Linked DNA regions of Mus musculus: all the other regions are linked to region 1. Evidence: chromatin contacts called from public Hi-C and promoter capture Hi-C data. All regions are on one chromosome and are shown on one strand. Each heading gives the region's core, a stretch centred on a gene start, on an enhancer-like site or on the middle of the called end of the contact. The rest is flanking DNA. Distances are from core to core; before and after follow the strand shown. Region 1 holds the start of Papss1 (3'-phosphoadenosine 5'-phosphosulfate synthase 1). Region 2 holds the start of Zgrf1 (zinc finger, GRF-type containing 1). Region 3 holds the start of Ap1ar (adaptor-related protein complex 1 associated regulatory protein). Region 4 holds the start of Fam241a (family with sequence similarity 241, member A).

What was found. Promoter capture Hi-C pulls out the DNA fragments that hold promoters and counts their contacts. Hi-C and Micro-C count contacts between places; a contact is called where the count stands out from the background.
Region 2: a Hi-C map of B cells shows a contact between it and region 1, with 5 read pairs. The contact joins the promoter of Zgrf1 here to the promoter of Papss1 in region 1. A contact is called at or near these places in 1 of 39 promoter capture datasets (pre-B cells) and 2 of 484 Hi-C or Micro-C datasets (B cells and CD4 T cells).
Region 3: a contact with region 1 is called in a promoter capture Hi-C map of hippocampal neurons, with 4 times the contacts expected there. The contact joins the promoter of Ap1ar here to the promoter of Papss1 in region 1. A contact is called at or near these places in 4 of 39 promoter capture datasets (hippocampal neurons, liver and pre-B cells) and 1 of 484 Hi-C or Micro-C datasets (CD4 T cells).
Region 4: a contact with region 1 is called in a promoter capture Hi-C map of pre-B cells. The contact joins the promoter of Fam241a here to the promoter of Papss1 in region 1. A contact is called at or near these places in 1 of 39 promoter capture datasets (pre-B cells) and 1 of 484 Hi-C or Micro-C datasets (CD4 T cells).

The regions. Positions count from the first base shown.
Region 1 is chr3:131,561,259-131,568,529 of GRCm38.p6, forward strand. Papss1 (3'-phosphoadenosine 5'-phosphosulfate synthase 1) reads left to right here and starts at 3,510. Exons shown (of 12, transcript NM_011863.2): 1 at 3,510-3,725. The coding sequence starts at 3,666.
Region 2 is chr3:127,549,982-127,557,252 of GRCm38.p6, forward strand. It overlaps Zgrf1 (zinc finger, GRF-type containing 1), which reads left to right and starts at 3,508. Exons shown (of 26, transcript NM_197997.2): 1 at 3,508-3,674; 2 at 5,315-5,404; 3 at 6,212-6,292. The coding sequence starts at 5,384. Larp7 (La ribonucleoprotein domain family, member 7) reads right to left here and starts at 3,368. Exons shown (of 13, transcript NM_138593.2): 1 at 3,202-3,368.
Region 3 is chr3:127,834,873-127,842,143 of GRCm38.p6, forward strand. It overlaps Ap1ar (adaptor-related protein complex 1 associated regulatory protein), which reads right to left and starts at 2,651. Exons shown (of 10, transcript NM_145964.3): 1 at 2,277-2,651. The coding sequence starts at 2,353. Gm43653 (a long non-coding RNA gene) reads left to right here and starts at 2,625. Exons shown (of 2, transcript XR_003954551.1): 1 at 2,625-3,311; 2 at 3,994-6,203.
Region 4 is chr3:127,892,885-127,900,155 of GRCm38.p6, forward strand. It overlaps Fam241a (family with sequence similarity 241, member A), which reads right to left and starts at 3,439. Exons shown (of 2, transcript NM_027482.3): 1 at 3,150-3,439. The coding sequence starts at 3,299.

The DNA of each region.
Region 1 (7,271 bases), core at 2,260-4,759:
CATCCATAATGACTTTTAAAAGCATCTTTTGCTTCTATGTGGAGAAGGCAGCAGAGACTGGATGCTCTTTCACCTGATACAGCTAGAAAAACCCAACAAAGGTAGGAGACAGTTTTCCGAGCCTGGGAAGCAGGCAGGACTGAGCAGTAATATCAGATAGTGAACACCCATTAGACGTCGCTTTTGCTAAAAGGAGTGGTCGTCTCCCTGGGCTCACAGGGTCACTAAACGCAGGCTGAAAGCTTAGCATACCTAGTTTTACTTTGTGTCTGTCCCTTTTACTGTTTACCCTGTTTAATTTCTGCCTGTAGCTCTGTTAATCACTCCAGGAATGTTCATCTAACCCCTTTGAGATCTAATCTATCTCATTTTCCTTCAAGGCTCAAGGGACAAAGGTTAGGAGCCACTGTCCTAATCCTGAAGTCATCTGGGGTGGAGCAGTTGTGCATCAAAGGATAGGCCACATCCCACATGCAAAAAAAAAAAAAAAAAAAAAAAAAAAAACCAAAAAAACCAAAAAACCCCCAAAAAACAAACAAACTATCTATGATGGGTAGTCACTACCCTGGAGCTAGAGAAATCTTATGGGTACCAGACTGTTCTCTTTAGGCAAGGAGAACTGATTTTGGTCCCCTTGCAGAACCAGAATTGAGATAATGATCACCTAAGCCACACTCTTTTCCCTGCCTCCAACTTAAAGCTGTACTTAACCTCTACTTAAAGGTAAAATTGCATATCACTACCAAAAGATAAACCTTGGGGGTTACCATAACGATTTATATATTCCCCTCCCCCGACATGCCACACTGACTTAATCTCCATTGCTTTTTCGGCATTACTTAAATTGGTGTATTGTGGCAGGTGATTCCCTGCTGGGCCTATAGGAACCAATGACTTTCTGTAAAACTCCAGTAACAATGGGAAGGTAAACTAAGTCCTAGCCCCAGCCTATTAGCTGTCCCGACCATTGTCCAGGGAGGCGGAGCCAGGGCAGAGATCAACTTTATCTGAACTAAAGAGATGGAACTGTAAGACAGAACAGCAGAGATGGAGGGAGAGAGACTTGAAAAGTGAGCTCCAGAGATCACAAAGTCCACCTGAGCAAGAGCAAGGGGAAGGAGCCAAATCCAGTCAGAGAAATGCCACTTATAAATGTGAAATGCCACTTACAAATGTCCAAGGACAAATGACCCAGAAAGAATCTGTACTCTCACCAGTCCAAGTGAGAAAAACCTTGGCATCGTTGACATATTCACAGGGGGTGCTGAGTAACTGGGAAGAAGTACGGTCAGGATAATTTATAAGTACAAAGAAAAACTTCCTCTCAGGTGTCTCTGGTTAAGAGGGAAACTATAGCAAAACCTATCTTGGAAGAGGTTTCTGTAACATGGATTTGAGATGACATCAGAAAGCAGGACTCAACAGTGTTCAAACTACTGCCCAGGACACGAGCTTGCATCACAAAGATTTGACAGTTAAATTATGCTCAGTGGCTCGACTTAGGTATCAGGAATTCATCTGGCTCTTGCTTTTTGGACACCTGGACGGTGCACTATCATACTGTTGGAAAAGCACTACTGCTACACAGCAAAGTAAAAAGTTGGTTCAACAGCACCTCTCAAGGATTTGTTCTTAAAATACGTTTATAAGCACCGGAACTTAAATACACTCGGTTGTCCCTTTTATTTTGTAGCTGTCCCTTTAGTCTTCTCATTGTGGCCTTTTTGATGGGCGAACGCTTCAACAGAGTTTAGCTGTAAGGACCAATTTAGTCAATTAGGACTCCCATGGCTCCAGCTGTATCTATGCACTATTTCCCTTGAGCAGGAATGGGGGCTCTCTGAGAAATGGCTGGTTCTGGGTGGCACCCGCCCCCACCACCTTAGTCTGAAACTTAGAATCTTTTAAAAGAAAACAATTATTTTTTTAGGTGCATACAAAAGAATAGGTTTCTTTATGACATTTTCATAAATATATGTGATTGGCCTTTGTCCACATTTTCTTGTTTATCATTGTCCTTATTTTTAGTCTTTTAGTCTCATTCTTGTGACTGCTATAAGCAGAATTTAGAATTGTATTGAAATTCAGTCCTATATACTATTAGATTAAGAATCCCCTAGATAGAGCTAAAGGATGGAACACGCCTTGAATCCCAGCACTCAGGAGTGAGAGGCAGGTGGATCTCCGAGTTTGAGGTCAGCCTGGTTTACAGAGTGAATTTCAGGACAGCCAGGGCTATAAAGAGACATCCTGACTCAAGAACACAAAAACAAACAAACCAGAAAGAAAGAAAGAAAGGAAGAAAGGAAGAAAGAAAGAAAGACAAAACAAGCAAGCAATAAAGACATTTTATATATATGGTGGAGGAATAAGATCTGATTTGCATGTTAGAAGTACCTGTCTGACACTATTGAGAACAGAGAGGTTGGCAGAGGAGTGATACTTGTTGTGTGCGTCTCTCTGTGTGCGTGGTGTGTATGTGTGTGTGTGTGTGGTGTGTGGCGCGTGTATCTGTGCAATGACGACTCCTGTTAGACGTGGAGGAGGGAGATTAATTTGAGACTTTGTCAGTGGAGCAAATAGGAACTGACTTGCTAGCAATAGGCTATGCAAGTAAGCCTCAAGTGTTGATTGATATGTGTGTGTGTGTGTGTGTGTGTGTGTGTGTGTGTGTGTGATCACTGGTCGTCATCAGTAGCGGAGTAAGCAGCTAAATTTTGTGAGACTGTGGATGTTTGCAGTTATGGTTATGGTGAGCTTAAAGTTATGGGGATGAGTGCGAAGGGTTATAACTCCTGGAGAAGGCCTCCCCCTCCCAGCCCCATTCTTTTACGAACTGATCATGGACTATATGTGGTTGGAAATGCCCTTTATAGGTGAGCATTCCGCCTTGCGTACCAGGGAACCTGGATTTTAGTCCTCTATGAGTAGCAAGTACTAGAGAAGCCCCTTTGTGGCTAGTCAGCGGCAACAAACACTGCATAGAAATTTCCTGATAGAAAGCGGCTCTCCAAGTGGGAAAGGCGTCACCTTACAAATACTTTCTAATCCTTGATGAGATACAGTTGATGTCAAAAAAACATTGTGCACTGAGTAGGATTGCAAAGCGGTGAGCAACATGTAATGGTGAATTCACTTAAGTAATCCTACTTTTTGCAGGGCTGGGAAACATTTTTTCAAAGTCGGCCTAGTTGACAAGCGCACACATCGAGCCTGTGCAGTGTTTGCGGAAGAAAAGCTAGAGAGCAGCAGGAGCCCACGTCAGCTTCTTCCCCTACCAGCCTCAGCTCTAGGGAGCGTCTCCCACGCCCAGCTCTGCAGGCGTCGCTCCGCCTCGCTCACTGCGCATGCTCAGCATCTGAAGGCTCTCTTCAACAAACCCTCAGACCACGCCCCTCGTCCTGGGTCAAGGCGGAGCTTCAAGCGCCCCTCCTGGTGATTGGATGTTGAGGTCTCGACCCCGCGCCTCCGCTTCGCCCCGCCCTCCACGCTGCTCGGATGCCTAGCTCCAGCCGAGGCGATCACTAGCTGGAGCGCACGTCAGCGCGCGCCTGAGCCCGGGGTGCAGGCCCCGCCCCTTCTCCCTGCTCCGCCCCGCCCCTCGGCCTCTCTCCCACTGCTCGGCCCCGGGGCTCTCAGCAGCAGTGCATCCGCGCTCCGCGGCCATGGAGATTCCTGGGAGTCTGTGCAAGAAAGTCAAGCTGAGCAATAACGCGCAGAACTGGGTGAGTGGTGGCCGCAGGCCGGAGCGCGGGGAGCGTGGGTGGCTGTGGGAACCGCGGGCTGCCCGTGCATCCTGCGGGAGCCGGGGGCGGGGACCCGGGCGGCGGCGGCCGGTGAAGGCGAGTCCAGGCCCGGAGCTGTCCCCTAGGCTGGCGAGGCGGAGGGCTGCGGCGGAGGCAGACGGAGGCGCCTCTGCACGTTCCGGGTGTGCTTGGCCCAGGTTTGGGTCGGTCTCCGAGTCTTTACGTTTCTGAGTTGCAGTGTACTGAGAGAATAACAATGTGGTCATTCATGGATCGGGACTGCAGGACTGAGGTTCTTTGTGTCTCTGTTTTAAATTGGAATGTCGGACACAGACATACTTTTAAAGACTCGATTTCTGGTGACAGTTAGGTGTGGGAAGATTAATAGTTTCTAACATTGAACAGCGAGTGCCAGTTGGCTTCATTGGCCAAGTGCTATGGCTTCAGAGGGTCGTTTACTTCTGTAGTTTATTCATTGGTGGTGGCAGCTAAGATGGTAAGCGCGAAGCTGGAGACCATCCAACTTTGGAGGCTGCAAAGGCCCTGCTTCAGCGTTAGATGGATTTTTTTTTTCTTTTATTCCGCAGGTAACAGGATCATGAAGTTTAATTTAATCTTGTAAATCATCACCTGCCCTTGGTGAGTCAGGAGAAAGTTAAAAAAAAAAACGCTGTTTCAGGCTAGTGTTCTTTTGAAGTCATTGATTTGCCACGTCTGCTGTCAGATTCAAGAATTCTCACTGTCTTCTTTCATCCTTTACCTTAACTTCTTAGAAGGTGAGAGGGATGTGAGATAAAAGGGAGATTAGGAGGTTGGAAGGGACAGACTCCTGGCGTGGGCTCCAGTCCCCCGCCTTGCTGTTTGTAAGTTGGGTGATCTTGAGGACAGTCACTCCACTCTGAATCTCAGGTGACTGGAGGGTGTAACAGTGTGTCCTTCTCAGGATTGTCTTTCTGAGTAGAGAAGATAACGAAGGTGAAAGAGCAACGAAACCATTGCTCTGAAACTCCGATTCAGCATCACTATTGTTGCTAACAGGATTTTACGGATAGGGAGGTAAGTTGACTAAATTGGAGTATTTCAAAGAAGTTTCAGTAATACTGTCTGTCTATAAGTCATTTATTTAAAGATCATTTTGTTATTTTTTGAGTCTGAGTGTTTTCCCTGTGTGTATGTGTATGCACCAGGTGCGCGCCTGATGTTCCAGAAGGGTGTGTAGGATCCCCTTCGGGCTGCAGTTACAGGTAGTTGTGAGCCACCATTGTGTGTGTTCTGGGGATCCTCTGTAAGAGCGAGTGCTGTCAACTGCTGAGCCAACTCTTCTGCTGCCCTAATTCATTTATGTATTACATTATTTGCTAATGTAGAGATCCATATTTGACAGCTATAAAAAACCATGGGGCTCAGGGCTTGCTTTGCAGTTGCCCATGGCAACTGATTGTTAAGGGCATATGTTTTTATGGGCCACAGTGAGTGGCCTAAGATAGGAGTTTTATTGCAGTTTAGAGGCAAGGTTAGTTTGGCCCCAGGGGTTTTTATGAGTTTATGGAGAACCTCATATTTCTGAGGTGGGTGGAGCCATTACATCCCTGAGCGGAGACATGTTTGACTACTGAAGGTAGTTTTTGTTGGGGAGCAGAGATAAAGATGGGGTGGAGCAGGGTTGTGTAATGTAAATGTTTGGCTAAAGAGTTAGGGTGATTTTTCTAGGAGATTTGGAATGGAGTTAGAATTTTTTAAATTTTTCTGAACTTTCCTTTTTTTCCAGTCTCTAAAAGAATGACCTCCTCTAACACACTTAACTCATCCGATGGGTGTGAGTGTAAAAAAAAAAATCTATGCACTATTATGTTAATGTTCTCATTCCATAAAACGGGCAATCCAGGAAGACTGGTTTGCAGAGGAAATGCAGGCACCGACTGTGCCATCGTGAGGATTAAGTTGGCAGACTAGAAGCCTGGTTGACATAGCCACACTGTTTAAGGTGTTCTTGTTGGCCAATCCGGTGTGAACAGTTGAATGGCTAGCTAAAAGCAGGAAAGAAACGGACAGGAAAGACCAGACTAGACTGAGGCGATGACAGGGAGAGAGACATTAAAAGATGGTCCTGAAGTTTTGATCTGGACGTTGGGAGGTAGGCTGAAATGTTGTATCTACGTTAACTTGTTGAGTTTTTGCAGTGTTTCCCTGGGTGGGGTTTAAAAACCAGGACCCTGAATGTGTCCATGTGCTGTCCCAGAACTCATAGAGTTACCACATGTAGCGTCTCCATTTTATAAATGAGGAAACGGAGGGACAGGGTTAGATCGTGGTAAACAGCCAAATGAAAGAAAGGCTACATTAGATCGTGGTAAACAGCAATCTCGGCCAGTGAGTCAATTTCCAGACTTGAGACAGTTTGCAGATCCAGAACCCCTTGAATGAAGGGGTGGCCAGGTTCCTCTGAGGAAGGATCTTGATAAGACACTCAAAGGTTTTGCTGTTACCCTTTCTCCAGTTCTTCCCCAGAGGGACCTACGGCCTTTTACAAGGGTAACTGTACACTGGGGAAAAGGAAATAATCAGACCACCAAGAGCAGCAGCAGCAGTGGAGTACAGGCATCTGGAGCCTAGAGGATGTCCAACCGAGTCATGCCATTATAAATTTCACCTCTCCTGTGCTGACCATTACTGGGTATGTTATTATAAACATTCTTTTGTCTACGCTGTCCATTATAATAACTAGAATCACCTTGTCTCGGGCAATTCAGTGCTGCCACCTGGCCCTTGTTACCTCGGAATCCAACTAAACCCAGTGAATTTAATTCATCTAATTGAGCAGAAGCATCTCCAATGCTAAGATCTGGCACAAGGAAAAGGGAAAGAACAAAACCCTTCAAATGTGCTGGTGCCCCTCTCACCAATTTGCGTCTTATAGAGCTGGTGAAAGGCATATCTTCTGGACCTTCCCATTGTGGACAATTATGCTTTACACAATATATCCACTCTAGCATTGCAATTTCCCTAAGTCTTAAAATCCCTTCATCAACACTAAGCCATGGAATATCAGGCATCTCCAAGTCATTTCCAGTAGGCCATCTTTTGATAAACACCTCAGCCAACCATTCAAACAAACTTTTGACACCTTTTTTAACTATGCGAGCTTCCGTATTAAACCTAGAATCTCTACTCAGAGGACCCATGTCAATAAACTCAGCCTGCTCTAGTTTTATGTTCCTTCCACCCTTATCCCACACCCTTAAAATCCATTCCCACACATATTCAGACACAAGTGGCTGAAGAGCCCTGTGAAGAGAACATGTTTAAGGAATTCCAATACCCTTGATTGTCAATTTATAGATCTCAGAAAGCATGTTTTAACCCTCCCCCAACTTCAGGCTTCAGGGACAGTGCTGAAGGCTCATGGTCATGCTCACCAGGTGACCTTCCTGTCCACTTAAAACTTGTCTCCATCAGGACCCTGAATCTTCTCACCTCTCACTGGTCAGTGTTTAAGACTAGGATAATCTTAAGTCTACTGAAAGT
Region 2 (7,271 bases), core at 2,258-4,757, 4.0 Mb before region 1:
GTCTGTCTTTCTCCTTGATGCTAGGAATAGGAATTAGACCCATGGCTTTCCATATCCTACCACTGAACCACTCCTCAGCCCTTGCTGCACTCCTAACCCTATTTGTACTTTCCCAAGGTCCTGTAGTAATGAATAATTATATTGCCATTCCACACATTTCAAAGGAAATGTATTCTTTCCGGCCAAAATCTATTTATCCTCACTAATGTTAACACTATAATCCACCAAGTTGACCAAACCATATCTGCATGTGTCTGGAAGTTTTCTCATTTCTGTGGTCCATAAAAGGTAGACACAAGTCTGTGAAGATTGATTAAAGAAAATGTGGTTTAAGCACTTTAAAATGTTGCTGTGGAGAAGTCTGCAGAGATGTGGTTAGGAATACTTATTGCTCTTGCAGAGGACACAGGTTCAGTTTCTAGCACTGATATCAAAGCTTACAACCGCCTATAAGTCTGGTTCCAAGGGGGATCCAAGCATTCTTCTGACTTCTGTGGGCATCCGGTATACATGCATACATTCATACATACACACATATATTCCGGTATACACGCATACATTCATACACACACACACACACACACACACACACACACACACACACACACGTATATTCCGGTATACACACATACATTCATACATACACATGTATATTACATAAGTTTAAAAAAAGACTCGCAGGCTGGAGAGATGGCTCATCAGTTAAGAGCACTGACTGCTCTTCCACAGGTCCTGAGTTCAATTCCCAGCAACTGCATGCTGGCTCACAACCATCTGTAATGGGATCTGATGCCCTCTTCTGGTATGTCTGAAGACAGCTACACTGTACTCATAAACAAAATAAATCTTAAAAACAAAAACCAGCCAGGTGTGGTGGAGCATGCCTTTAATCCCAGCACTCAGGAAGCAGAGGCAGGTGGATTTCTGAGTTCGAGGCCAGCCTGGTCTACAAACTGAGTTCCAGGATAGCCAGGGCTATACAGAGAAACCCTGTCTTGCCCCTACCCCCCCCCCCAAAAAAACAAAAAAAAAACCCCAAAAAACAAAACAAACAAACAAACAAAAAAAAACAAAACAAAACCAAAACCCAAAGGGGGAAAAGCTGCCATGGAAAACATGATGCCATGTTATTTTTACCAATCTTTCACTAAATCCTATCAATTTCATCTTTGAAATGGCTCTTACCCCCATTTAATGTTTTCTCCATCTGCTATTAGAATATGAGTTTATAATTGCACTAGAAGTCACCTATCCTTTACAGAAGTTTGTGTCACCTGTCCATAATACTCATATGGTTTATGATGGTTATATTTTATATTTTTGGGAGTGAGCCTAGCTTTTCATGGCTGAGCTATCTTTCTAGTCTGTGAAGGTTATTTCTAAACTTGAAACATTAGTGATTCTGATAAGTTTTTCTTTTTTCTTTTTTTTTGTAGTGTCATAAATATACTGCTAAATGAATGTGGTGATACACAACTTTAATACCAGTACTTGGGAGGTAGAGGCAGGTGGATCTCTGAGTTTGAGGCTGGCCTGCTCTGCAGAATTTCTGGACAGCCAGAGCTACATAAAAAATCCTGCCTCCAAACAATCAAACAAACAAACAAACAAACAACATCCACCCACAAAACTCACAGTCTTGGAACAAAGAAATTACTGTGAAGCAATGCCAGATATTTATATAGATAGATAGTTTTAAATCTTGACAATCCTACTTGGTCGTTTCTTTCCCCTTTTCAAAGGGAGGCTGAAAGGTTATGTAATTCAGTCAAAACTAGGTAGGTAAGCAAACCGAGGTGTTTGACTCTTACACTGTCTACCGTTTAGTAGAAGCTACACTCTGTCAGCATTCACACTATATTCTGACCCAGGAATTTCTTTTTTGGGGGGTGGTGGGTGGTGGTTTCAAGACAGGGTTTCTCTGTATAGCCTGGCTGTTCTGGAATTTACTCTGTAGATCGGGCTGGTCTCGAACTCAGAAATCCACCTGCCTTTGCCAACTCCCAAATGCTGGGATTAAAGGTGTGCGTCACCACTGCCTGGGCTGTCCCAGGAATTCTTCATCTGACCTCCCTGACACTTCTGGGAGTTTAAAGACATCTTAGGAATCCATGAGATGTTATAAGACAAACTTTTAAACAAAAGGTAAAATCATGCTTATACAAATATAAAGGAATATGGTAAATTTAAGTGGAACTAGTCTGTTTAAAGGAGAAAAGACCAGATCAATATGCAGCATAAAGTCAAAATGAATGTTAACATATACTGGTCAGGGGCAATGATTGGGCAAACATGGTTTTCATCTTTATGTTTTCAACAAGTTACAAAGTTGCAACACTGCCCAAAGACAGTGAATGTCACAGATAATCTGGAAGTAAGCTGTGCTAGATGTAAAGCAAAAGACCATTTTTTTTTTTTTAAATTTTAAATCAAAGGTTTTGTTTGTAAAATCACATACAAAATGTTTCCACAGGTACATGTAAAATTTTCAAAGGAACTCGACAATAATATTTTCCAGGCTTTAAACAAAAAGAAGAGTACCCAAAAGATTGAGAACCAAAGTTGTAGTCACGGCAAACCCTTTAGCGGTCTGGAACTTTGCTCCAAATAATCTTTTAGTGTGAATGTTTTATGAAGTCATTCGGTTTCCCACCACCGCCCGGCTTCGAAAGACTACTAAAAGGCAGTCTTACTTCTTGAGGATTTCCATTCTCAATGAACTCTCCACTCATATTTCTCCTTAATTTCTCATAAACGCACTCAGAACTTAAATTCATTACTGTTAGCCCCTTCTACAACGGCTTTTTCTATAGAGGGACTAGCAAAAAGAAAAGACTGAACTTTAGAATGCAAGTTCTCACAACTGATGTCCTTTGGGAAGACAACCTGCCTAACACCCACAGTTCCTCTGAGCAACCCTACTTCCGCACAGACTCCCCCCCCCCCCCCCCCCCGCAGCCGGGCGTGCCCCAAACACCCCAACCCCAAGCTCGGCCCGCCCCCTCTGTACTGAGCTCCGAATAGCAGGGGCCGCCAGGGAACTGCGCGTGCGCACAACGCACGGCGCCAAACCAACGGCACAGTGGCGACGGGGGCGGGGTGAGGCGGACCGCGGATGGAGGGTGGCCCTCAGGAGACCCGACTGAGAGGAGTTCCCACCTCTACGGGTCTGAGAGGCTCTGCAGGCCAGTAGTGACTTACTCCGTGCTCGTCCCCAGATCCACGGTCAGCGCTTGTGTTCTCCCACGCTTTCCTTCTCCCGACCCCTGCGGTCGGCGGAAATTTGCGTCATTCGAGTAGCGACGCGCTTCTCTCAGCCCGCTACGGAAAGACGGGTCCGAGGCCCAGGGTTCGTTGCTGACGTCATAGGCGGAGCATCTCGGGGGCGGGAGCCACGCGGTGACTGCGCTGGCACGCGGAGTTCCATTGGTGGTTTGCGAACGGCGGCGGGCGGGGCCTCCGCGGTACCGTCCCTGCTTGATGACGTCACTTAAGTTGGCGGGAGAAATTAGAAAGTGGAGTTTATGTCATTGAGCCGGTGAAGTGGAGACTTTTCTCTCCCGTGTTCTAGGCAAGAAGGGTGGACAGACCGGGCGACTTGGCGCGGTTGGGAGAGCACTGGACACTGACTCGCCTCCACGGAAGCGACCCACGAGGCGCCGTTAGAGTGCCGGGTGAGGCGGTCACCATAGCGGCCCATCCCGGTTGTGGGTGTTTTAGGGGCTGACATAGGACCAAGGGGGCCATTATTATTTAGTGATACAAAACCTTGAAGTGTCAAGGCTTGGCAAGTGAAGCTATGTTTCTTTTAGGGATCTGTACTGTTCCTTGTGGTTTAGCAGGCCGTTCGTGGTTTGGAAACTTTCCTGGTTTGAGCGGTGCTGTTCTGAGCTATTGTGACAGTTTTTCATCACTGCAGAGGGCCAGATAGAAACTGTTGTTGGGCTCCAGAGCTGGACTTCCTAACGTAATAGATCAAGAATAGGACCTAAAAGAATAGGACCTAAAATGTTCATTGCTAACTAATTGTCAGGTCATGTCCCTGGAACCACTTGAAGATATGTGTGCTTATGTGTGCTGCTTTTGCATCTGTATTCAGTTCACCATCGACGATTTCAAGATTTCAAAATTTGACCTTATAGTTAACATGGTAGTTACAGTGGCTGCTGCAGCACTGTCCAAGAGATTTTTCTTCCTGGGTGTGGTGGCATATTGCTTGTAATATCCCAGCTATTTCCAGAGGCTAGGACGGGATTGTGCAATATGGTCAGATCCTATTTTAAACAAACATAAAGGACTGGATGCATGTAAGCACTATTACCTAGTTTACATATAGTCCCTTTTGTCAGCCCCTAGCACTGGGTAAAAGAAAGAACAAAATTTTCCTTGCAGAGGAATTATATATTGTATATTTGGCTCTAGGATGTTGTGCTATATTGACTAGGGTATATAGTCAACCCTCTGTACCTGTAATTTCTGGATCTGTATTCAGCCAGTTATAGATGGGAAATAGAAAAAAGTTGTTAGTACTGAGCATACAGATTTTTAAATTATCATTTTTATTTCTTCCTTTTAGACAGTGTCTATCTATGTAGTTAGTCCTGACTGTCCTGGAGCCCTATAGGTAGACAGGCAACCAGGCTGCCTTGAAGTCACAGATCCACCTGACTGTGCATCCTGTGCACTGGAATCAAAGTTGTGTTCCACCAAGTCAGGCTTGTTACCATTTCTTGAACAATGCAGTTTAATCACTGTTTGCATATCATTTACAACCTACTAGGTACAAGTAATCTAGAGATAACTTATTTATGTTAGAAAATATGTGCATGCTCCTATTATATGCGAAACAACTATGACGTTTTATATGTGAACTCAAGTGGCTGGCGCCGGATGTTAATATTTGTGGTCCTGAAACTAGTTCTTGGATAACTAGGGATTACGCTAGCAGGAAAAATTTAAGACACAAGGGGGCCATCTTGTGGTAAGTATAATGATTTTGAAAAATAAAATTGAAGTTGGGTTCTAAGGAGCAGTACATGTTGAAGGGAAAACAATCCATTTTCTGGTATATAGCAAGCCACTGGAGAGATGTTTACAGATTTCTAGTAACTATGAGTTTTACCTTTATTTTCCTGTGTGGTGTCACGCAGTTCTGTCCTCCATGACAGATACAGTTTTGTTTCTCTTGGTGGCTTCATAGTCTTGGAATTGTTTGGTTTCTGTCTCCAGTCAGGATTTATTGAAAAAGTTTGTACTTGATATTTATTCTTTTTATCAGGGTCGATTGACCATTCTTTGCTGTTTTTCATTTTAGAGGATATAAATGCTGACTAAAAACTGATTGTTTTCTGGACCTGACTAGTTTATAATCTCAGAAGACACAATGGAATGTCAAGAGTTTATTGTAAGTTGTCTTCTTCCTCTTCTGCTCCTCCTCCTCTTTTTTTTTTTTGTTTTTCAAGACAGGGTTTCTCTGTGTAGCCCTGGCTGTCCTGGAACTCACTCTGTAGACCAGGCTGGCCTCGAACTCAGAAATCCGCCTGCCTCTGCCTCCCACTTGCATTGCTAGACAGGTTTTGTTTTTGTTTTTTTGTTTTTTTTCTTTATATTTAACATTTGAGGTAGTAACATGCAGCTGGATTGTCACACTTGTTTCTGTATTCAATCTAATTGAATCCAGCACCACATATAACAGCTGGGAACTGCATTCTTCCTCTGACGGAGGTGGAATCTAAAGTTAAAAGCGGTGTGAAGTTGTTCTGACCTCAGATGCTGTGAGCGTTGCGGAGCTGTCAGACTTTGGACTGTACTCAGAGAGCTATGTGAATAAGAAACAGTATGCAACTGGGAGCTGGGCTTCCTCCCCACTGACGATGTGGCGCTTAGCACACTCTGATACTTACAGACTCTTACTTGCCCTTTCTCCTTTACCTACTGGTGCTGCCCAGCCTTAAAATCGTGGTTGGTTTTGTTTGTTTGTTTGTTTGTTTTTTCCCGTTTTTTATGCTGGGGTTAAACTCAGGGCCTCATGATGCTAAGCCTGCAGTTCATTGTTGAGCTACAGCTCTTCCCTGACGGTGGCATTGTGATGACTCCTGTGCTGTTATTATTTTGATAAAGAATGGCAGCCTTATTTTTATATGACCTGTAAACTATATGGTATTAAATATGTGTAACTGGCAGTGATGTCTTCCTCATTTTTGGAAATAAGGTCCTATATACTCATCAAAAGATGAAGAAGTCCAAAGTGTGGCAAGATGGAGTTCTGAAGATCACTCACTTAGGCAATAAGGTAAGTACCAAGCAGTTATTGCAGCCTGTAACAGCTGTGTTTTTGACTTTTGATTGGGCGTTAAGAAAACTCTGTTGATAATAAAATGTCCGTTATGCCCACATGTAACCATGTCAAAAAGACATTTTCGGGCTGGAGAGATGGCTCAGCAGTTAAGAGCATCCCAGCAACCACATGGTGGCTCACAACCATCTGTAATGAGATTCCCTATTCTGAAGTGTCTGAAGACAGCTACAGTATATAATAAATAAATAAATATTAAAAAAAAAGACATTTTCATGTCGGTTTTATTGTACATTAAGAAAGTTCAGTAAGTAAACATTATTTAATTTGTTTGATTGTTAACACGATGAGCTGGCTATGACGCTTCAGCATGTTAATTGTGTTTGCACAACTTACAAGTTAAGCATTTTGTCTGATTTTACTGATGATCAAACTGAGGGTGCAGATGAAGCATCTTACCCAGCTGAAAGTGCAGGGGTCATTCGTGAACTTAGATGTCACTCCGGGACCCATTTTCTAGCTAAGGTTTTTGTTTTGAGACATCATCTCTGTGTTGCCTTGGCTGTCCTGGAACTGTGTAGAGCAGGCTGACCTCAAACTCAAGATATCCCCTTGCCTCTGCCTCCCAAGTGCTGGTATGAAAGGCGTGTGCCGCAACCACCTGACTCTAGCTAAATCTTTTTTATTTTTTTTAAGATTTATTTATTTATTATGTATGCTGTGTTCTGTCTGCATGTATGCTTGCACACCAGGAGAGGGCACCACATCTCATTACAAATGGTTGTGAGCCATCATGTGGTTGCTGGGAACTGAACTAGGACCTCTGGAAAAGCAGCCAGTGCTCTTAATCTCTGAGCCATCTCTTCAGCCACTAAATCTTTTTTTAGTATTAACTATTACAGAAACTTGGTTGTGAGTTATGATATCATGCACATACTAATGACAGTCATGGCCTTCAGATCAAATCCATGCTCCT
Region 3 (7,271 bases), core at 1,401-3,900, 3.7 Mb before region 1:
GGATGGGCAACTGTACAGCAACCTAAAGATGGGAAATAAAATACAACACAACTAGGTTCCTAAGAACCCATCTAAGAACAAATAATTTGTAGGACTGGGGATGTAGCTCAGTATGACACCTTAGATTTGAGCCCCGGCAATGCATAAGCCAGGCAAGGTAGCACACACAGAGTTCTAGTCTTGTCCAGAGAAAACAACTGGCCAGCACACGGAGTTCTCCAGAACATGCTGGGAGACGAACCCTCCAAACGAAGAAGGCTAACCCATCGGGATGTCAGTATTTTGTTTCTTGGTAGTAAGGTCTCCAAGATGCCTTAGCACTTAGACTGGTCATTAGTTATCCTCACATATAAAATACTACTAGAGCACACTCAACTGTACTTGGTAATTATAGTGCCGAGATTACAAAGCGTAGAGTAAGTGATCTCATTTTGAGAGACTCCTGGGAAATCCACAAGGCTAAGAAACCAGGCCTCAAATCACAAAGCACCCGTGGTGGAGTCCAGAGTAAATGAGCCTAACAGAGCCCAGGATGTCCTATTTCTTTCTAGCCTTAATAAGTACAGTGACATAAAATCAACGCAGACTTTTGTGAGTGCCCAGTTTTTCACTTAAACATGTACCCATTAACTGCCCAGATGCACACCTAAAGGAAAACAACTAACAGCGACTAAACTGAAAGGCAGTTTAATACCACATGCTTCCAGGAAGCTGCTAGAACTGTTAAGACTGATACCAAACGGTAAGTTTATGGGAAGATTCAAGTAAGGGAACTGTTGAAGCCTATGCTTATAGATGCCAAGAAACAGGACTGACACAGATCACATGGTCTTCGGCATCAGCATCCACAACCCCTAGGACTCACTCAAGGAGTCAGCCAAAGACAAAGTACAGACTCTCGATCAAGCACTACAACATATCTACAAGGATCACATGCCTCACGTGATCTCACCCTGCTAGCCTCTCCTATGCTGCCAAGCCTGGGCTGAGCCAGGAGAACCCGCAATTTTAATGAATAGTGTGTAATGAAGATATCATTTGTAAAATCACTGTTAAAAAAAAAAATACCCAAGGTTCTTACAGAACCCGGGTAATGTACTCCAAAGTCAAATACAAAAACATTGTCTACCGCAGAATTCAAAGCACTCCCTCCCAGAGTTTGACTGTTAAGCCTTCCAAGGAATGATAATAAAGTCAAAGATGTTGTAATGTCCAGTTCTTCCATGAGCCCCTTTCCATAGCTTCACAAACGAGTTCACTCACGAAGTACTTGGAATAACATGATTTTGGATCACAATGCACAACAGCTGTCAAAGTAAAGTACAGAAATCAGGAAAATCAAAATACCAAACTAAGTAGAAATGTTTTAAGTCCATCCCCTCCCATTCTAGGGACGCATAGAGTAACACCTTCACTACTTTGACACACTGCTTAATTAGTGAATCATTTTATAATGCACTCATGACCCAAAGATTCGAATTACAAATCACTTGGTTCCAGTTTGTGTGGGCTGAAAGCTTCCCAATACAAAGCTATTGGCTGAAAATTGGGCACCATGCTTAAGAAAGTTCAAAACAGATATGTTCTTTAGTTAGATTGGCTGGCTTAGATTTTTTGATTCTAGGTTTTAATTCCCGAAAAATGCTTAGGAATAATAAAATCAACATCAATGCTATGTGCCCCCGGGTTTTTTGTTTTGTTTTGTTTTTTCACTATTCTAGGAAATAAAGGTACAACAGTAATCACACAATTTTGCTATTGGATAGAAAAATCTGAAGCATATCCCACTTTCCTCACAAGAGACGTGCTGCTCGGTGACATTTTGGTTAGATTATCGAGCATAAGGGTAGCAATCACAGCATGGTATTCCTCTCCAAAATTCTAAGTTATTGCTATGAAAGGATTCGCATACAGCCGCACCAGTCGCTTCAATGGCCAGTGTGCACTGCGATCCTGCAGCTCTTTACCTAAGAGTTCACCAGAGCCTGGAGCAGAAGTGACTTCTATTTAAAATGCACCTGGGGCATCAACCTTGGGGCCAGATTTTCACCTGTTCTGTCAAGGCCCAAAAGGAAGACCAAACACAGAGACAGAAGCTTTGGCGTTAAGTCAAAGCAGGGTGTGTCCAGGAGGCAGTGCCGGGTGCTTACAGGAGATCGTACCTCCCGAGGTAAGTCCTCAGGGACAGGGAGCCTGCACGGGGGCGGCGGGCACCACCACCACCGCCGATCCCCGGCCGCGCATCCCGGGCATCCCGGGCCTGCGCTGCCGCTTACCCTCCGCCCGCTCGCTGCAGCCGACCCGCTTCCCGGCGGAGCAGCCCGAAGCATTGCGTCCAGCAGCAGTTCCCCATCGCATGCCGCCCGGAGCCGCCGCTCCTCCTCCTGCCCCGAGCGCGAGCCCAGGCGGAGCAGCTGCATCCGCGCCGGCCGGAGCTCGGCAGACGGCGACGCCGGGAACAAAGGCCGCCGCTAGGCCCGCGGGCTCCGGGCTACCGCGGCGCGAGGGACGAGCGCAGGGCCGTGGGGTCCCGGGTCTCCAGCCGTCCGCATGGCCCGCTCGCCACCCGCCCGGCCGCCCGCGCCCGTCACCGCCCCGGCAGCCGCGGGAGGCCCGCGCCGCCACGCCCCCTGCCGCTCCCGGGCTCCCATTGGACACGTTTCTGGCGGCTACCGCTTCCGGCGGCTGGCGCGGGCGTCATTTCCGCTGGATTCCGGCTTGGCTGGCAGCGCCGGGCAGGAGGCGCTGTTCTCGGTTGTAGGTGCTGTGTGCTGAACCTGATCCTAGACGGGGATCTGCTCTCTCTCTCTCTCTCTCTCTCTACGCCACTTCTGGCGCCTTCGTCGCCCGCTGTCAAGCAGTGGGGATCATGCAGCGCATGCTCGAGCGCAAGCTTAGCCTTCGAACTTTGTACCTAGAGCGCACGAGCCTCCCCTTCTGCAGCAGCGGGTCGGAAGTCACCCAACGAGTGCGCTCCAGGATGGCACCAGAGCTAGAGGCAGAGAGGAGGGACTCACTGCCGTTACTTAGAACACACTAAGAGGCTTTTTGTTTTATTTTGTTTTGTTTTGTTTTAATTCTTAAAATATTCTCGTTTGCGGAGCAGCTTATTCTCGTTATACTGCCAGCGGACTGGAGAGACACTGTGCACTCCTAGGCGGATTTTCTTTTATTAAAAACGAAAAGTTCCAGCTTGGGCATGTAGCTCGGTTGGTAGAAGTGTGGTGGAAAAATCTGCAGTCAACAGCACTTGAGAGATGGAAGCAGAGTCATAAATTCAAAGTCAACCTCAGATACACATTAAGTTGGAGGTCAGTCCGGACTGTGTGAGACCCTGTATTTTTATTTTTTATTTTTTAAATTAAAAGTAATTTCAGGTGGAGAAGAGGAGAACCAGAAGAAGTCAGCAAAAGGTCTTGGGTTTTCGGGAGAACAAGCCATTTCTAATTCAAATATAATATTCTAATTCCAAGTTAAGAAGAGCAAGGCTGGGGTAAAGGTCCATGTTCTCAAATGCCACCCTAAAAACCCCCTTTCAGACACCAGGTAGCTTTAAAAGCAGAAGGCAGAAGTATGCCTGGGAGTTGGAGGCCGGCCTGATCTACAGAGCCAGATCCTGGCCAGCCATGTCTATGTAATGAAACCCTGTCTAACCCAACTGGATCCAAGGCATAGTTGTTTCACAAATGCCCAGTTCTGTGGATAACATGCTCCACTGATACCATATATTACAATTTTAACCCACTTTAGTGTGAGTGAAATGGTGACATTGAAAAAAAAAAAAGAAAAGAAAACAGTACTACTAGGAAAACATTCTTTCAACTACTCATTTTGTTGGTTCTTAGCATCAAGGCCAGCCATGATTTCAGTCTTAGCACTTAGTGAACTTGACTCTTTGGTATTCAAGTGGACAAGCCCCACTGCTCATTGGATGCCAGTGAAATGGCTTAATGGTTTCCTAAATTGTCACTGCATTTTCCTCCTCTCTTCCAGTACCTGAAATCAATAATAATAATGTAGCCTTGGAAATGGAACTATAAGTGCGTAAGGAAGCTGGTGCACACAGCCTGTAGATACTACCCAGTGTTGATGAACATGCCTTGAGTGAATGAGTCTGCAGAAACTGATGCTAAACTAAAGTCTGTAAAGCTTACATATTGCACAACTACACTTACAGGAACGTTTTAAAAAGGCAAAGTGATACAAATGACAAGCACAGCAAAGGGCTCCCAGGGGATAAGAAGTGGATCCATGGTAGAAAGTCTGTATTTGGGCTCTATGGATATCATCATGCCCGAGTTTGTGGTACTGTCCTGTGGCTTTGTCAGACACTACTATTGAGGGAAAGTAATGTAAGATATAATGGTGATAATAATAAATAATACATTATCTTACTTCTTTTAAAAAGGTCTGTGTGTGTGTGTGTGTGTGTGTGTGTGTGTGTGTGTGTGCACTCGCCCACACGAGCATGCATACAGATGCCCATAGAGGCCAGAAAAAAGGCATTGGATCAACACAGGCTGGAATTGGTTATAAGTCACCAGATGTAGGTAGTAGGGACCCAGCTCATGTCCCCTGACCCATCTCTCCAGCCCCTCTGTATTATTTCTTGAAACTTCATGTGACACCTTGATAATTGCTCATTTAAGCTTAAGAAATGGGCTGGACATGATGGTGCATGCCTTTAACTCCAGCAGTCAGGAGGCAGAACCAGGCAGACCTCTGAGATTTTTAGGTCTGCGGATTCCTAGAATTCCGGGTCATCCAGAGTTACATTGTGAAACACTGTCTCAAAACAAACAAACAAAACAAAAAACAAAACAAAACAAACAAAAACCCCCAAAGCTTAAGGAATTACAGCTGCAGACTTGACAGGGCACTTCTCATGGGTGCTCTCAGAAACCTCTGTGAAAAACAAATACTATATTACTGGTTAAGTCAGGTCTTAGGATATGAATGGTCTATAAAATCAATGTAGGTGAATAAACCTTTAAACAACAAACTTCACTAAGCAAATCTAAGCAACTTACAATAATAAGTCATTCGCTGGCCAACTTAAAAGGTCTGCAAATGAAATACCCCGTTATGTGCAAGGATCCAGTGAACTGGCTCTCTCTTGAGCCTTAGACACTGACACTTGTAATGGAAAACCATTTGAAAACTATTTATCAGTAATCCCCAAATGAATGATTAACTTGAGGGATGGTAGCTTTGCTGGTACATTCATATTATGCAGTCATCAGAAATATTTTTGAAAGCTAATAGTAGAGGGAATGCCTTTTGACTAATGTGTGAACAATGCTAGTTTGCCGTTTTGTTTTTTGAGATAGGGTCTTGCCACGCAGTCGAGTCTGAGCTCAGCCTAGAGACTGTTTCTGTCCTACGGCTGAGTGAGTAGCATGGCTATAGGCGTGTGCCATTGTGCTGAGGGGTTAAAGCTTTCTGAAGAAATATTGAAAAGATTTGAAACTTTTCATGCAGTCAGTTAACTACTGTTGGTTAATAACCGATGGAAAGAAAACCTGTAGCCTTGAGGAGCATTGATGCAACAGGTGAACGTGAAGGAAACCTAGCTCGAGTAACATGGGCTTGGGTTCCTACTAAGGTGAAATATGTTTCCTTTAGGTTTGGGCAGAGGATGAAGTTAGTAACCACCGTAGCCAAGAATATCCCAAGATAGATGTATGGAATTTATCATAGCTAGGGAATGTATTCATATGAAATGACAAGATATGAAAACCGACCAAGTAGAATATGCAGCTTATCAACACACATAGATCAGCTCTAATAAAGCAGTTTTAATGTCAGCTTTCTAGAGTCCTACCCTTGCCTTTCAGGTATATAAGGCCTCCCTTCCTCACCCTCTTCAAAATTCTCTTAATTAGTATTTTATTATGAAGTCATTTTTTTATAGATGCTCTGGAGTCAGGATATGTTTTATACTTTTCAGTGCTTTCTGATCATCTAACTCCAAATTTGATTTTCTTTGCTCAGAATTTCTTACTGGTTAGTAATCTCTCTGTGTTCTAATACAATATTAGTTCCTTGGGAGATTTTTGTGTTACTTATTACCAAACAAGGACACAAACTTCTTTTAATTCACTTCATGGTTTAGATTACCAAATGCAGGGTATGGCATATGACCAACATAAAAGAAAATTACAATAAACCTTGTCAACAAAATAAAACTATTTACAAACTTGCTTTCAACTGCTTAGTATATTAATCCCTATACTGTATTATACGGACCTTTCATACCTCAGTTGGGAATGCTTCTGATTACTAAGTGAACCTTGTAGTTGCTGTAGAAGCATCTGTGAAGAAATGCTTCCTCTTCCAGAATTCGACCTTTTAGTCTCGCGCTCAAGCGCATTCACAATACTGCCTGAAGTCAGTCATTAAGAAAGTCTGGCCAGTAGCCAGATTAGTGGCACACACCTTTAATCAGCATTTGGGAAGCAGAGGTAGACGGAGCCCTATGAGTTCAAGGCTAGCCTGGTCTACACATAGTGAGGTCTAGGGCAGCCAGAGCTACATAGTGAGATCCTGTCAAAAGGAAGGGGAGGAGAAAAGCAGATGAAATATGTCCTGTGTAAAAGGAAAATCCTCCATTCTCTGCCTCTTTCAGGGTGACTGAAAGTTAAAACATCCAGTGTGTTAAGAGGAGACACTGCTCTGCTACTTAGTAGCAGCATCTTATTTAAAACCTAAAGAAAATGATCTTAAATGCAAGGATCTGGCATCATGATCCCAATGCCTTCTTTTTGTCAGCTTTGGATACTATTCCGTTAAAGACTAATTTTCCAGTGCAGGTTTGAGCTGACCCCGCATTGCCTAACTCTTTTTTTTTTTTTATACTAACACAAAATATTCCAGCTCCTTATAAATTCTCTTACAGATGAAGAAAGGCTTTTATTAGAGGAGGCAACACAGGCACACAGGAAGCACACAGAAAGACCTGTAAAACAGAGCAGGAGGGAATCCCTTATTTTTCATGATAGTCTTTTACTGTACATTTGTACAGTTAAATAAAGAACTGAACTATATAGATGCTTTTCAAAGAAAACAAGTGCGTGGAAGTATGTTCAAAGACACAAACCGTAATTATTAACGGAATCCCTCGCAGCTTGTTGTCTGCCTTATGGGTGTGTGGTAAATTAGCTTAGTTACTCAACATTGTTCAGTACAAGACACTAAGTGATTCGCTTCCCTCTTTGCTCGCCAAACATTTCCATTTCACAAAAGAGGCATTCACACAAACGATTATACAA
Region 4 (7,271 bases), core at 2,189-4,688, 3.7 Mb before region 1:
TGGGAAAATCTAAAAGTCATTCTTTCATGGGATTTTTCTAATATGGGGGAAATAATGCTCACTTTCTTTTCCTTTTTTATTCTTTCTCCTCTCATGTATTACATCCCACAGTTTCCTCTCCCTCCTCTCTTCCCAGTTCCTCCCACCCTACTACCTGCTCCCCCAGATCCACTCCTCCTTCTTTCCCTTCAGAAAAGAGTAGCCCCCCCCCCACAAAGGGAAAAATCAGACAGAAAACTTGGCTGAAGCGCATGATGTATACATGGGTACTTAAGCCAAAACAGATACAGTAACCCCAAAGTGCTGGACTTCAGGGTATCACTTGGAATAATTCCTTACAAGTATTTATTTTCTTCACATGTATTTTAGAATTCCTGAAATACATATTATGTATATAATCACAAAATTAATATTAATAATTCTAAAGTCAATTTGGGAGTCATGGGATTGCCCCCATGCTTTCTGTAAATACAGCCATCTCAGGTTATCGTGAATCGTAATCTATGTTGTATATGAGCAAATGCCACTGACATTACAGACATGAGTAAGACCTAGAGAGGTTTAGCCTTCCAGCCGTCCAGCAGGGGACTCATCTTCCACAAAACCACCAGGCAGTCACTGTCAACCATAGACTTGGATCATCTCTCCTGAACAGAATTACAAATTCATGTGGACACAGCTCTCTAAGTCTAGACTCCCCGGTTCCCTGGATAGCTACACACATTACTCCTTCTCTAGAATTCTTATCTCTCTTAGAGGCTGGCCTTGTACTTCTCGTGGGACACAGCTTCTTTTTCTCAAGGCTTCCTTTTTAAGGAATCCTTGATTTTAACAAGACCTCTTTTGTCACTCATCCCGCCTGGGAAAGGATTCAGGCTGAAATGCTAGCTTAGCTTTTCCTCAAATGGAGTCTCGGCTAAGGACAAACTGTAAAGTATGATGCTGACAATATGTTAGTTACAAATAAACCACCTGTATCCACAGCCGTGTTTCAGAATCTCAGGACGTAAAGTGAAGGTGCGTTCTGATCGGGCGTTTTAGCAACAACAAGGCAGAGGGAAAAGAAGTTTTGGATACATGTTTATACAAGTCTTCCAGGTTGAGGGAATGGGCCTTCCAGACAGAAGAAAGGCAGAGATGGGAGAGATGTATGAGGAGACTGTAGGCTGGGAACTAACCCAGCCTGCTTCTTATCAGAAAAGGAAACAGAAAGCGAACAGGATAGAACATGTAAGATTAGGAACTGACAAAAAGCAGATTCTGGAACCCACCACATTGGCCCCGCCCAAGAGAAGAAGGCATTGCAGAGGGCTGTGGCCTTCAGTTCCCTCTCAATGTCTAGGAGGCTGAGGCTCTGGAAAAGCAACTGAATACACTAAGCAGAAAGACGGCAGGAAAACGGCCACTGCCTCCTTTCAACCTAACTAGTTTTGCTTCCATTTTGGTTTCTGTCATTGATTTTCTATGGAAAAATTCTGTGTAAATTTTAAATAGTTTAGAAAGGAATTTTCCAGAATTATTCAATTTATAATTTGGAGTTCTGGTATCCTTAAAACCAATCCAAAAAGAAGAACAGGAGAATATCTCCATGATGAAAAATTAAAATGACTTTTTGGAATGTTTTATGTTGTTAACTCTAATTCTCCTTCAGATAGTATGTGTACAAAAACAGCTCTATCTATGTGACATTGCATGGATTTTTAAATTTCATTTGCAGGTTGTAAAAAAAAAAAAAAAAAAAAAAACCAAAACAAAACCCTAGATGATAGGCTTTGTGATACTGTTGCCAAACGATTGATCACAAAAGTTTGCTTTCTGCATTATCGAGTTGGGCTGTACCAGTTCTGAGCTCCTGATAAGAAGTTCCCAGGTGCTGATATAGTAGGATCTCAGGTGTGTTTTTTTCCATGAGTGTGAGGACTTAAGAGTATACAGGTAAAGTATGTAGCAAAATTACAACGACACAAGCAACATGCAGAAGCAGGCAGGAAAATGAAATTTCATAGTACAATAGAGGAAGCAGGCATGTGATAGGGTATCTATTCTCTAGAATGTATATTTAATTTTTTGTTTCATCCCCTTTCCTTGTTCTAGTAACAATATCAGTAAGACTAGAGTTCCTGGCGCTGTCCATGTCATTGTATTGCTAAGGTCCAGAGATGGTTAAGGGAAGGATTTCACATATGCCATTACAACCATTTGCACATTTACTTTTGGAAAGGGAGTTTTAGTTGCTGGCTGTGTTTTCCAGTTGAGCAAGAGTAAGAGGAAATCAAGACCTTCTCTATTGAGACATGCATGGTACAGTTTGGTAAGAACACCGCCCGCAAGGGCACCAGCAAGATCTCCTAGCTACCAATTTATTTGCTTCAGTCACTGGCTCCTATATTGTCACATAGATGAATAATTACTGTCTACACGGTGATCAAGCCCACATTAGCATTATTTTTGTTTCTTAAGTAATGGGTTTTATTAATGTATTTAGTTATTAATGTACTTAGTGATATTAGAGGACAAGTTACAGGTATTATTAACTGATGATTCCAGAAGTCTAGGCTTACTTATGTGATTTCTAAAGGTCTTTGTATCTGGGGGATTTTTGAGTAGCTAATTACTGTACTGCCTGTAAAAAAAAAAAAAAAAAAATCGTCCCACGTAGAACTCCATCTTTACATTCAACTGCTAGTCTAGTCTTACAGATATCTGATGTTATAATTTCCCTTAGTCTTCTCAATGATATCCAATTCTGAGAACTTTAAAAGTACCCAGTTTCCTTATTATGTCTGTTACTAAAGCTTCCTTCCCTTTGGTGCTCACAGCAGGCAATTTTCTTTTTTTTTTTTTCCTTTCCACTTCTAAAATGAAGTTCAGCTCTGCTCGGTGGTGCTGTGAAACTTGCTCTGGGAGAGTCCCGGTGTCACCTAGGCACCGACCCGTGCTTCCCGATCCTCTGTGCGGGCCGTCCGCCCACCCCGTCCAGGGCGCGTGCAGTGCTCGGAATTCGAGCGCACGGCGCGCCCACGTAGCGCAAGTTGCCGGGTGGTTTTGAGGTGAGGCTCCGGAGGGCATTTCCACCGAGCCCGGCCCCGCCCGTCAACCGCTCGCCGCGTGCCCAGCCGCCACCCCGCGGCCCGCGCGCCCGCGCTCACCTGCTCGCCCTCGTCCTGCGGCCGCCGGCGCCGCGGGCTCGCCCCGTGCTCCGGCTCCTCAACCCGCCCGGCCGGCGCCGCCCCGTCCTCGTCGCACTCCCCGCCGGCGCTGCCGGCGCCGCCCCGCAGCAGCTTCCTGGCCGAGCACATCCCACCGCCGACTCCGGCCGCCCGCACGGCTGCCGCTGGCCACACCGGGACTCCCGACGCACACGGGAATCCTTAGAAGCGCGCCCGCCGGCCTGGGGGCCAGAAGTGCAGGAGCCGCCCGCCCCTCCTGTCAGCCGCTCGCCCCACCCCCAGCTCGGGGGCGGAACCCCGGGGGCGGGGGCGGGAGGAGGGGCGGGGCCATAGCGGACCGCGGCCCAATGAAGGCGGGACCTGGTGGGTTGGGCAGGGTACTGGGAGGGGCGGGGCCAGGGAGGGGCGGAACCAAGGGAGGTGTAGCATTATTCCAGTTAGTGCATGAAACTATGAATGAGGCCATAGGCTCCTGAGGGAGGTTGTATGTGTCTGACACCTATTAAAGTATATGACATCTGTGAAATTGTGTATCTGTAACTATCTGTACACAACAGACAGATATCCTGTGGTGTGTGTGTGTGTGTGTGTGTGTGTGTGTGTGTATGTGTAAAAGACAGAGAGAGAGGAAGAGAGAGAGTGTCAGAGGTGAGGAACACTGTAACAGACTACATGAGGGAGATTATGTATGAAATCGGCCATAGGTGCATGAGGGAGATTGTATCTGACAGGTTTTTAATGCATGTGAGAGCCCATGTGTGATTGTGTGTGAGTAACTATACACACACACACATACACACACTTAGATGTTGTGTTTAGTGTGTGTGTGTGTGTGTGTGTGTGAGAGAGAGAGAGAGAGAGAGAGAGAAGGAGGAGGAGGAGGAGGAAGTTATGTGTTGTGAGAAAGTGTGTGTAAGAAACATTGTAACAGACTGTAACCAAGTGCTTACAGGAGATTATATGAAAAAGACCATTAGATGCATGAGACCCTGTCTGATAGAGTATTATAAAAGCCTGTGTCTAATTGTGTGCCTGTACACAACAGATTGTGGAAGACTGTATACCAGAGTCTTTTGTGACAGGACAGTGTGGGAGATCATAGGTGTTGAAAGTTTGTGTGAGGATGTAGGTATACAGAAGAGGGCAACTGAGAATAAGAAGCTCATATGAGAGGGAGCTGTGTGCATGAAGGTGTGGGCACATGTAAGAGGTTCTGGGAGTGTGAAAGACCACCCAAACACACAGTATCCCTCCATACCAGCTGCAGCGGGCGCTCAGCTGTGCCTGGGTGTGCTGTTGGCTGCTTGTGCCTAGGAAGGAATGCAGGCTCTCTGTCGCTTGTTCCTCCCCTTTTGCCTCCTCTCCCTAAGCATCTCTGAGTGACCATGCCTATTTCTCTCTGCTTCCTAGTGTGTGTGGCTTGTGGGAGCCCTGGGCTCATTTCCTGGTCTCTCTGCCGTAGTGTGCATTTCTAGAAATGGTTTAAAAATTCTCAGCGACTGGTAAGAGAGAGAAATCGAGTTTCTTTTTCTTTTTTCTTGCTAGCCCATCATATAAGGGTAAACTGGGGGGCATGAAAGTAAAACAACGAATGGTTTTGCTTTCCTTTAATCCGTGCATTGAGGAAAAGGTTATGGTGTAGCTGGTATATCAGACTGTCGATGGAAATTATTTCCTATTTAACAAATAGGCCCAGAGACGAGTAACTCGTTTGGGAAAGCCTCTTTTAAAATGCCTTCAGGGGCTGGAGAGATGGCTCAGCGGTTAACAGTACTGACTGTTCTTTCAGAGATCCTGAGTCCTATCCCCAGCAATCAGATGGTGGCTCACCACCATGTGCAATGGAATCCAATGCCCTGTCCTGGTATGCAGGTATACATGCAATAGAGCACTCAGATACATAAAATAAATAAACCTTAAAAAAAGAAAAGACTAGTACCCAAAATGTCTTTAGGCCCAGCCAAGGAATTAAATAGGCAGGGACTTACAGGCTTATTTTAAAAAGTGGTTTTGTTTTGTTTGGGCTAGGCAGAAGCTTGTCCCTTTTGCTCACACCTAACACACACACTCTCTCTCTCTCTGTGTACTCAGTGTCTCACAAAAACACCCTTTCTTATACCCAGTCTGTTACACTTTGTAATGTAACCTAGTTTCTTTCTTACAACAGCATCTCACAAATCCTTCTTAATGGTTTCTGCCAAACATACACCGTCCCTAGAGACAAGAAAAATATGCTTTTGGACATCACAAATTAGAAAAAAAAAAGAATCTGGCTTAATGTCTGTCTTAAAGGTCTTTAAAATCTTCGATGACAGCAATAAATATTGTATGTACATAATCAGAAAGAGGAAAGCATTTAGTGGGAAAGGCTGGGAGGACAAGAAAGAGAGTGTAATGGTGTGTGTGTGTAAATATGACCAAATACTCTCTCTTCTCCTCCCAGCTTTTCTCACTAGACACTTCCCTCTTTCCAAACAGGGTGGCACTGGCTCCTGGTTATATACATTATCATTCTTTTTGTCTAATGGCAACATTTCATTTGAATTTTGGAATTTTTCTCTTGACTATTGTTCCCTATAAATGATCTTTAAGAAAAACCAACTCGCCGGGCGTGGTGGCGCACGCCTTTAATCCCAGCACTCGGGAGGCAGAGGCAGGCGGATTTCTGAGTTCGAGGCCAGCCTGGTCTACAAAGTGAGCTCCAGGACAGCCAGGGCTATACAGAGAAACCCTGTCTCGAAAAACCAAAAAAAGAAAGAAAGAAAGAAAGAAAGAAAGAAAGAAAGAAAGAAAGAAAGAAAGAAAGAAAGAAAGAAAAAAAAAAAACAACTCTAGGATCATATGTAGCAGCCCAGAGAACCTTAACCTTCCCTGCCAACCCTGTGGACTTAAGACATTTGTGTCTCTCCTTTGCATGCTTGCATTAATACAGAGAGTGCAACAGCTATGCTCTGATCCATTGGGCAGAATAAAGGGAAGCCTCTTGGATCGGTGAGAGCTCAAATAGCAGGAGATGCACACAGACGGGTTAGTGAAGACATCCAGAGCTTAGCTCGCTCAGTGCATGAGTCCTTTAGAACATGCTGTCTGATTTTCTCTTAAACATTCATTCCTTCTCCTCCTCCTCCTTTTCCAAGACAAGGCCTTGCTTCTGAACACCAACTGGCCTGCACTCAAGTCTCTCCTGCATCTACCTCCAGGGGGCTGTGACTGCTGCTGCATGCTACCGGGCTGTCACAGGCTCCTTAATTCTTTGAGAAGTGTCATTTAATGTTTCAGTAGGTCGTTACTGATGGCTAGGAGGCATTGAGCTCAGACAGATAGCTCTACTCTCAGGAAACTTCCCCTTTAATAAGCACATTCTAGTATGCTTCTCTTGGCCAAAGTAAAATAAAATAAAAACTTTTACCAAGGCATGGGCAGAGTCCTATGTCCATAGTCTCTTTCTATGATACACATTTGGTTTTTTTTCCCAAATGATATGCTTTTGTTCCCAAGAATTTGTTTTTCCTAGAGACCCAGAGAATTACATCTTGCTGCAAATCTAATAATAGTATCTACACAAGACATTATTCAGATTAAATCCCAGATCATACACTTTCAAGTGCATTTTATGGGAAGAGTGGGCTATTTTTACTCTCTGAGCCATATGAGTAACAGCTAAAGAAAGCTATCAGCCACTTGCCCGTGGGAAATATAAGATTGTTATTACCTAGGCAACCACAACATGTCAAACTGAAATTTTTTTCTAGTATATTTGCCTGTTTCCCCAGGAATTAAGTGGAACAGTTTACTTGTTTACAGAGAGTCCAGTGTAGCACAGCATGGCCTACGCAGTTGCTGTAAAGATGACTTTATATCGCACTGTTACCCCTTTATAGCTTTTAATACTCCTTCACTTGATTCATTCGCTCATCTCTCCAGCTGTTGTCAACTTGACACATCATCTCTCCAGCTGTTGTCAACTTGACGCAACCTACACATTCTTGGAAAGAGAAACTTACCATTGAATCTCTTGTATCAGATTGCTATGGCAAATCTATACGGCATTTTCTCAGTTTCTACTCGATGGAGGATCTGGTCCACTGTGTGTGATGTCAT